Linked DNA regions of Mus musculus: region 1 is linked to region 2. Evidence: chromatin contacts called from public HiChIP or PLAC-seq data. All regions are on one chromosome and are shown on one strand. Each heading gives the region's core, a stretch centred on a gene start, on an enhancer-like site or on the middle of the called end of the contact. The rest is flanking DNA. Distances are from core to core; before and after follow the strand shown.

Region 1 (3,614 bases), core at 892-3,391, 150 kb before region 2:
ACTCAGAGGCAGGACTCACATGGCTCTCATCACATGCTCCAGGACTCAATGGTTTGTATGTCTCTGCCTTACTCATCTTGGGACTACAAGGCCGGCACTACCCCGCCACACCCTGGGTTCCCTGCTTGTGTGGAAGGAAGGAAGGAACTCCAGCAGGGATCCTGAACCACCCAGACACACAACTCCAGAGAAACCCACAGCCTGTGCCAGGGTGTGGGAATTTCTACTGTTGACTTCAGCAGTGAGGCACTGGCCATCGTCTGCTCCCTAACCCCTTTCTTTTCACCTTCTTGGACTTCCGGTCCCCATTTCTTCTCTCAGTTCTAGGTTGGCCATGATGTTCCACAGAAGCGATCTTCCTCAGGCACAGAGCTGAATGGGTGCAGTTACACTTTGTCTTCTGGCTTCCATGGTCCAGGATACAAAGTCCCTGCTTTCCAGAGCCATGTGGGTTCTCTAATCCTCTTCCATCCTTTTCTCCAATTAAAGAAAAATTAAACTCACTAGATCTTATTTAAAGAAGCACCCAGGCTCCACAGTAGGGGAGCAACTGAGCTCCACTCTGGCAACAAGGAAAGATGGGAAGTCACTGCCAAGGAGCAGAGTGGAACATCTGTGGGTGGAGAATTTCTGAGCAAAACCACCAGGGCTCCTGGGATTCTGGCTCAATTTACTTGACAGGATTATTATTATTATTTACATTTATTTATTTGTGTGTGTATATGCCACAGCATGAGTGTCAGTCAAAGGAAAACATGGACTTAGTTCTCTCCATCTACGCTGTGGAGAATAGAACTCTCGTTGTCAGGTTTGGCCACAAGTACCCTTACCAGCTGAGCCATCTCAGCAGCCCCACTTGACAGCATTCTTACTGCAGACAGGCCGCAGTGATCTGATACCAGGGATGGCGAACTTTTCTGACTCAGGAGGTTTCTTGCTAAAACTGAACCAAGGGGGACCAAGGACACTGCCCAAGGTCAGGATCTAAGCCGGAAAAAGGGACTTGGTGTAACTCCTCAAGTCTGGTCAAGGCCCGTTTCTGTCACTTTACTAACAGCTTTCATTTCTTCAAGCCTTTTCTCATCTCAGATCTTCAAAAATTGTCTTTATTTCCAAAGCCAGATAAAATGTCTTTCTTTACACACGGGAACCCATTTTTTTTTCCCTGTCTGTGTCTGGGGAGAGCCTCCAATTTCTCCTCCCAATGCCTAAAGCATAGGCTGGAGATGGCTGGAATGCTAAGTACTGTCCCATAGGCCGGGGTAGAGCAGGTGGCTCAGAGGATCCAAAGCACTAAGTCAGACGCCGAGCTACGTCCCTTCACCTAGCAAAGAAAAGGCTCTCCTGAAGATGCTATGTGCACTCTGGCTGCTTCTCTCCCTCCGCTGAAAGGGACCCCAGAGTGTGAACCTGGGGCAGTTGTGGAGATAGTACAGGACAATTGCAACGAATTGCCTCTGGGGGCAATCCCCGCTGTGCTGCCAAGGAGCAACGAAGCCCAGTGGTTTGGCCGCCCTCCAAGATAGACACAAGGCGCCCACACCACGACTCCCTCACCCCACTCTGCCCTGGCCACCATCCAGCACCCCGCCACTAGCGGCGGCGCCTTTAAGACTCATTGGCGCCCCCTGGCGGTAACCGGCGCTTCCTCCTCCGGGAGCTCTGCCCCAGGCCCCGCGTGTGCGTGGCGTGTGCGCGGGCGCTGGGGCAGGAAGGGCGGGGGACACGGCGGCGCGCTCCCCGAGGGGGTCCCCGCGCGTCCGAGAGGCACGCGCGGGCGAACCCTCGCCGCGGGAGGGCGTGCTCCAGCTCGGGCTCGAGGCTCGGGTGCGGTCTCGGGCGGCGGCCCGGGATCCCTAGAGTCCTCGAGCGGCGCACGGTGCTGCGGGGCGCACGTCCCTGCGCGGGCGAGCCCCGCGGGGCGGAGGGGGCGGGGCGGCGGCGGGGCGCGCCCACCCGCGGGGCCCAGCCAGTGGCGCGGCGCGCTGAGCCTCCGCCCCCCAGCCGCCGCCCCGCCCCGGCCCGCCCCGCCCGCCGCCCCGCCCGGTAGGACCGCGCGCTGAAGCCCGCTCCGCGTCCCCGCCGCCGCCGCCGGAGGAGGTGCCCGCACGCTCGCGGCGCGCGCCGGCCCCACACGCTCGGCCTGTGGGCAATTTCCTCCGGACCCAGGCTCCCGGGCCGAGGAGGAAGAAGATGCAGACCTTCCTGAAAGGGAAGAGAGTTGGCTACTGGCTGAGCGAGAAGAAAGTCAAGAAGCTCAATTTCCAGGCCTTCGCGGAGCTGTGCAGGTGAGGAGGGACGCGGCTTGGGGACCCCCGCGGCCCGAGCCTGGTTACCCTCGGCGGGCGCGGGGCAGACGACGGCGACCCGGGAAGGAGCGGCGCGCGCTGAGGGCTGGTTCGGAGCAGCAAGGTGGCCGCGGGGGGCCGCGGGCTGTGTCCGAGGGGAGCGTGGCCGCTGTGGGCGTTGGGTTCGGACCGCGGCTCTCAGGTGCACTGGGGTCGTGCCGGGAGATCCCTGGCCGTCCAGGGTGGTGGGACCCGGGAAATCGGGGAGTCCACGCCAGCAGTCAGGGGTTAGAGGGTACTTTTGGACTGGTGTGTTTTTCTTCCTCCCTCTTCTTCCCCTTAGTAGAGCAGGATACCGGCGTTTGTGTGGAGCCTACTACGTGCCTCGCGTGTGCACGGCTCCTGAAGCTGTCATTGCATATCAGCCGGCTTAAGCCCAGTTGAAATGAGTAGCGATACTTGGCTTGTCTGTGGTGATTTGCTGTCTCATTAGAGCCTCGCAGCAGCCTCGCAAATTAGCCAGGATGGTGATTCTGGGCCACGTGTCTTAGAAGAGGGACACCTACCAGCAGAGAGGTGGGGTACCTGCCTTGTAGTCCCAGGGCCAAGGAGTGGCAGAGCATAGAAAGTGATGGGTGGACCCACGTAGGGTAGAATTGTCTTCTGCCATTCCGGCTGAGCACCTCGTTCTCCCTGCGCTGGTGCTTCAGTGGCAGAGACCGAGGGCTTTGATGGAGCTTGCTCTTAATACATTACAGAAGTGCTGGGTTCCTAGAGTCAGGTGTGCCTTGCCTCTCCGCAGAGCTATTGGTTACAGCTTCTCAATGAAAGCCTAAGAGAATCCAGCCCCCACACCCCATCCCCGAAGCCTTTTGCAAACTCCGGGTGGAAACCTTTTGTTAGGTAGTCTTTTCACTTAGTAGATTTGACTTTTGAAAATGGACTTCACTTGTAGTTCCATCCCTGGTGGGTGCCCCGAATTTTGGAGAATTGAACAGTTGGGCTTCCATTATCCCTTGGTGCACAGGGGTTAGTTAGCAGTCTGAGCTGGCACATAGAGGCCGCCCTGGCAGCACTGCCTTGCCCCTCATGGCTGTCCAAGAGCCTGCTGCTTCTCTGCCCCAGGCAAGCCTTACAGGCCCTCCTTGACCACAACTGGATGGGATAATGCCTATTTATAAGGGGGCCCTGGTTCTGCGCCCCTTATAGTTCCCTTGTGGGTTTGGCTGAGTCTCCCAGACAGGCCTCTTAGGAGAAAGCAGGCTTTTCACGGTCGGCAGGGCGTTCAGTGCAGCCCAGAATTCACAAGAAAATCAAGAGGAACTC
Region 2 (3,953 bases), core at 1,067-3,566:
GGGGTGCAGCCGGGCGTGGTGGTGCATGCCTTTAATCCCAGCACTCCGGAGGCAGAGGCAGGTGGATTTCTGAGTTCGAGGCCAGCCTGGTCTACAAAGTGAGTTCCAGGACAGCCAGGGCTACACAGAGAAACCCTGTCTAGAACAAAACCAAAATCAAACAAACAAACAAAAAAGAATGCTGGGGTGCAGTATAATGTGGTGCATATTTTTAATCCCAGCACTTGGGAGAGAGAAGCTGGTAGATTTCTCTGAGTTCAAGCCAGCCTCGTCTATATAATGAGTTCCAGGACAGCCATGGCTGCATAGAGAGACCCTGTCTCAAAAAAAGAAAGAAAGAAAGAAAGAAAGAAAGAAAGAAAGAAAGAAAGAAAGAAAGAAAGAAAGAAAGAAAGGAAGGAAGGAAGGAAGAAAGAGGGATGGAGAGATGGCTCAGCAGGTAAGAGCACTGACTGCTCTTCCAAAGGTCCTGAGTTCAAATCCCAGCAACCACATGGTGGCTCACAACCATCCGTAATGAGGTCTGATGCCCTATTCTGGTGTATCTGAAGTCAGCTACAGTGTACTTACATATAACAATAAATAAATCTTTTAAAAAAGAGAGATAGACAGAGAGGAAGGAAGGAAGGAAGGAAGGAAGATAGAGATAGAGATAGAGATAGAGATAGAGATAGAGATAGAGATATAGAGAGATGAATTTTCCAAGGTTACACAGCTAGAATGAGTAGTGAAAACTTAAACACTGGCCTGTGTTCAGTTAACAACAAATAAACAAGAAAATACAATTCAACAAGTAAACGGTGAGTTCCCTTTAACGGCACAATTTTTAAACTGTGGCTTCTTGCAGAAGAAGCCAGCCCTCCGAACATAGAGAACGGAACTTTCCGATTCTCTGGAGGAAGAACACCCCTGGCTCTGATGTGAATGTGGTCCTAGCATCTGATGTGGCTTCTTTCTTACTGCCAGAGGAAGCTCTGGGCAGAGTGAGGGTAGGAGAAGAGGAATGACAAAGAGAGGTGACAGCCAGGCAGGTCTGTGCACCTAGGGCAGGAGAAGCTATGGTCATGGCTCAGACCAGTGTCCCTGGTCCCAGGACTCATCGGGTGAGACATGGGCCCCTTGGGAAGTCACTGTAGCTGGGCAGCAACAAAAGCAAGAGATCTTTGATGTCTTCTTGTGCAAGCTGTCCCCTGTGCAGGCTCAGCCGCTGCAGTGCTGCCTTTTGGCTCTATGCCAGACTCTTTCCTGCAGCTGCCCAAGGATTGGCCCTGAGGAGTCCACAGGGAACCCTTCCTCTCCCAGGGTACCCCAACATTCCTTCTTACCTTGGTGTCCCCTTTTGTCATGGGGCTGTTCACAGGAAGGGCAAAAACTGGAGAGAGAGAGAGAGAGAGAGAGAGAGAGCGAGAGAGAGAGCACTTGAGATTGCTAATTGGGGCTATCTCTCTGCAACGAGGGAACCCCAGTCCTTCCCTGCGGGAGGCTCAAGGGACCCACCAACCAACACACCCTCAAAACCCAAATAAGTTAGCAGCACTGATTCTGCTATCCCCCCCTCCATGCTGCACCCCCGGGGGGGGGCTGGGCTCAGAGGCTGCACTGAAGAGCCTCAACCCTTCCCCATGGGAATACAGAGCTGAAATCAAGTTCAATGAAAACAAGCCCAGGCCCAGCCATGTAGTGGGACTGAGATAGGAACAGAGGCAGGCAAGGGGAGAAACCCCAGACGTGGCGGGAAAGAGCAGGGGTGAGGGAAGAGATCAAGGACAGGCTGGAGGGTGGAAGGACAGGAGAGGGGTTGAGAAGCCCGCGCCAGTCCCCTATCTCCCCCCAGTGACCTTGGTCGGCGTGGAGCCAGAGCACCAGTGGGTGGTGTGCGGACATGGGTGGGGATGGTCTGCCCAGTGGGGTTGGGTCAGGCTTTATAGTTTCTTCGGGTGTGGTGGGCGACCATAGCCAACATTATGGGTCTTGCGCCTGGACTCAAGCAGGAGACCTGGTGCTGTCCGAGGTGCTGAATCCTCCGGCTCCTCTAGGGACCTGGGGCAAGAGAGGGGATCGTGCTGCCCAGCCCGGAGCCGCTCACCTTGCCCGGCGCACAGCAGAAGCGCCAGAACCGCGGTGGAGCGCATAGCGAGCCGGACGGTGCGGAAAGAGTGGACGAGCTGCTGCAGGAGGATGGCGGGAGTGGGTCTGTAGTCTGGCTACCAAAGCTCTGCACCAGCGGGAACACTGCAGTAGCGGTGGTGGTAACAGCGGTGATGGTGGCGGTGGCGGCGGCAGCAGCAGCAATGCTATGCCGGCTTTTATATACACGCACACGCACGCACACGCGCGCACACACCCAGGAAATTACGTCATAGGACCGCCCCCCCGCGCCCTTTCCCCACCTTCGGGGTCCCGCCCCCCACCTCCAGCTTCTCCATCAGCTGTCTCTATCCCGCTTGTATCTGGTGGCTGTAAAGGGTACCCGGCTTCAGAAGGTGGCACAGCTGAAACTCCACCTGCCAACTTGCTGTGCGTCCGTGGGCAAGTCACTCCTGTCTCTGAGCCTCGGATTCCTCCCCTATTTACCTCTCCAGACTGCTGAGTTTTCCTATACTTCGCGTACTTTTCTCTTGATTTCACTTGGCTGGAGGCACGCCCATCTTTAAGAACTCCCTGGAACATCCAGCGGGTCCCACAGAAGCCTCTTGAACCCCTTGCCTGAGCGAGGCCTCTCCTGAAACTCAGTTGTGTGCCTCGCATTCTGTGTGTATTTAATTGTTATTTGATAGGGGATAGTGGTCACTGCTTCCTCAGTGCCGAGAGCCCTGCGCTGACAACCAGTGGCTTCACACACGTTCAGTGTGTGGACTGAAGGTCCAACCCACACATGGGTGGGTCCTAGGCTCACAGCTCTCAAGGGGCAAGTAAGGCAGGTAGCAGTGTGAGGCAGTTCTCACCATTAAACTAAAACAGAAGTGGTCAGTCCTAGTCCAGCACCCCAGGGACACCTCTGCCTTCAACAGCCCAGCCTTGTCTCTTAAATGTACTTAAAACCTGGATAATTTGGGTGCAACCCTGCTTCCTGGTTGGTTTCCTTCTGCCCCGCCCACCGCAGTTCTGCTCTCACCCTGGGCAGACCACATGGGAAGCCCCGTGCAGCCTGGGCCTAGGGCCACAGTGAACCTGGTATCTGGATGACAGTTTGGCACTGACTGGCATCCTTCAGAGCCCCTCCTTTCTGTCCGCACCTGTTTCCGCTCTTTCCTGCTTCCTGCCCACACCTCTGCCTACTCATGCCCCTAAATGAGAACCGGCTTCGCGTGTATTCATTCAACAACCATGTGTTAAGCATCGACGTGGGCTTAGAACCACTCAGCTGTGCTGGGTGCCAAAGACGCAGCTGTAAACAAAACAGCAAACCCAACCCTTATAGAATTCCCTTTCCAGAGAAAGAAACAAGATGTACACTGTGCTGGGTAGTGGCCATGCTACGAGCATAAAGCAGAGAAGCGGGCGGAGTTCTAGTGAGGGACAGGAATACATTGAAGAGGCTGGTTCTGAGGAGGCCTTACCAGGAGGTGGCATTTAAAGTGAGCCAGAACCTGTGTAGAGGGGGAGCTCTCTCTCCAGGGGAGGGAGCAGCCAGCCAAACGCCCCCTAAGGGAGAAGGTGTCTGGTCCATTCTAAGGAACAGCAAGCAGGTGGGTCATACAAGGCTTTCAGAGATGAATAGCACACATCTCATCTCAATCTTGAGAAATATAGGAGATCCCTCACAGTGGCTCCACCCAGGGACAAGGGCCGACAACTTTCTTTTAAGGCATTTATTTAAGGCATCTCCTATCATTTAATATTAGTTCCTAGAGAAGGACTCCAGCTCAGCACTGGGAGAACGGTTGTTCCAGGTCCTAGGATGGGAGGTCGCTGTGATCATGTGCAAGCTCCTAGCATCGTCTCGTAAATAG

What was found. HiChIP or PLAC-seq counts read pairs in DNA pulled down with a chosen protein or histone mark.
Region 1: a contact with region 2 is called in an H3K27ac HiChIP or PLAC-seq map of embryonic stem cells, with 8 read pairs. The contact joins the promoter of Itpk1 here to the promoter of Chga in region 2. A contact is called at or near these places in 3 of 484 Hi-C or Micro-C datasets (bone marrow-derived macrophages and embryonic stem cells), 14 of 115 datasets of contacts at active chromatin or transcription factors (VIP interneurons, embryonic basal ganglia, embryonic forebrain and 9 more) and 5 of 9 other capture datasets (adipose tissue, embryonic trunk, liver and 2 more).

Annotation. Positions count from the first base shown.
Region 1 is chr12:102,703,396-102,707,009 of GRCm38.p6, reverse strand. Itpk1 (inositol 1,3,4-triphosphate 5/6 kinase) reads left to right here and starts at 2,141. Exons shown (of 10, transcript NM_172584.3): 1 at 2,141-2,288. The coding sequence starts at 2,194.
Region 2 is chr12:102,553,304-102,557,256 of GRCm38.p6, reverse strand. It overlaps Chga (chromogranin A), which reads right to left and starts at 2,316. Exons shown (of 8, transcript NM_007693.2): 1 at 2,087-2,316; 2 at 1,326-1,372. The coding sequence starts at 2,132.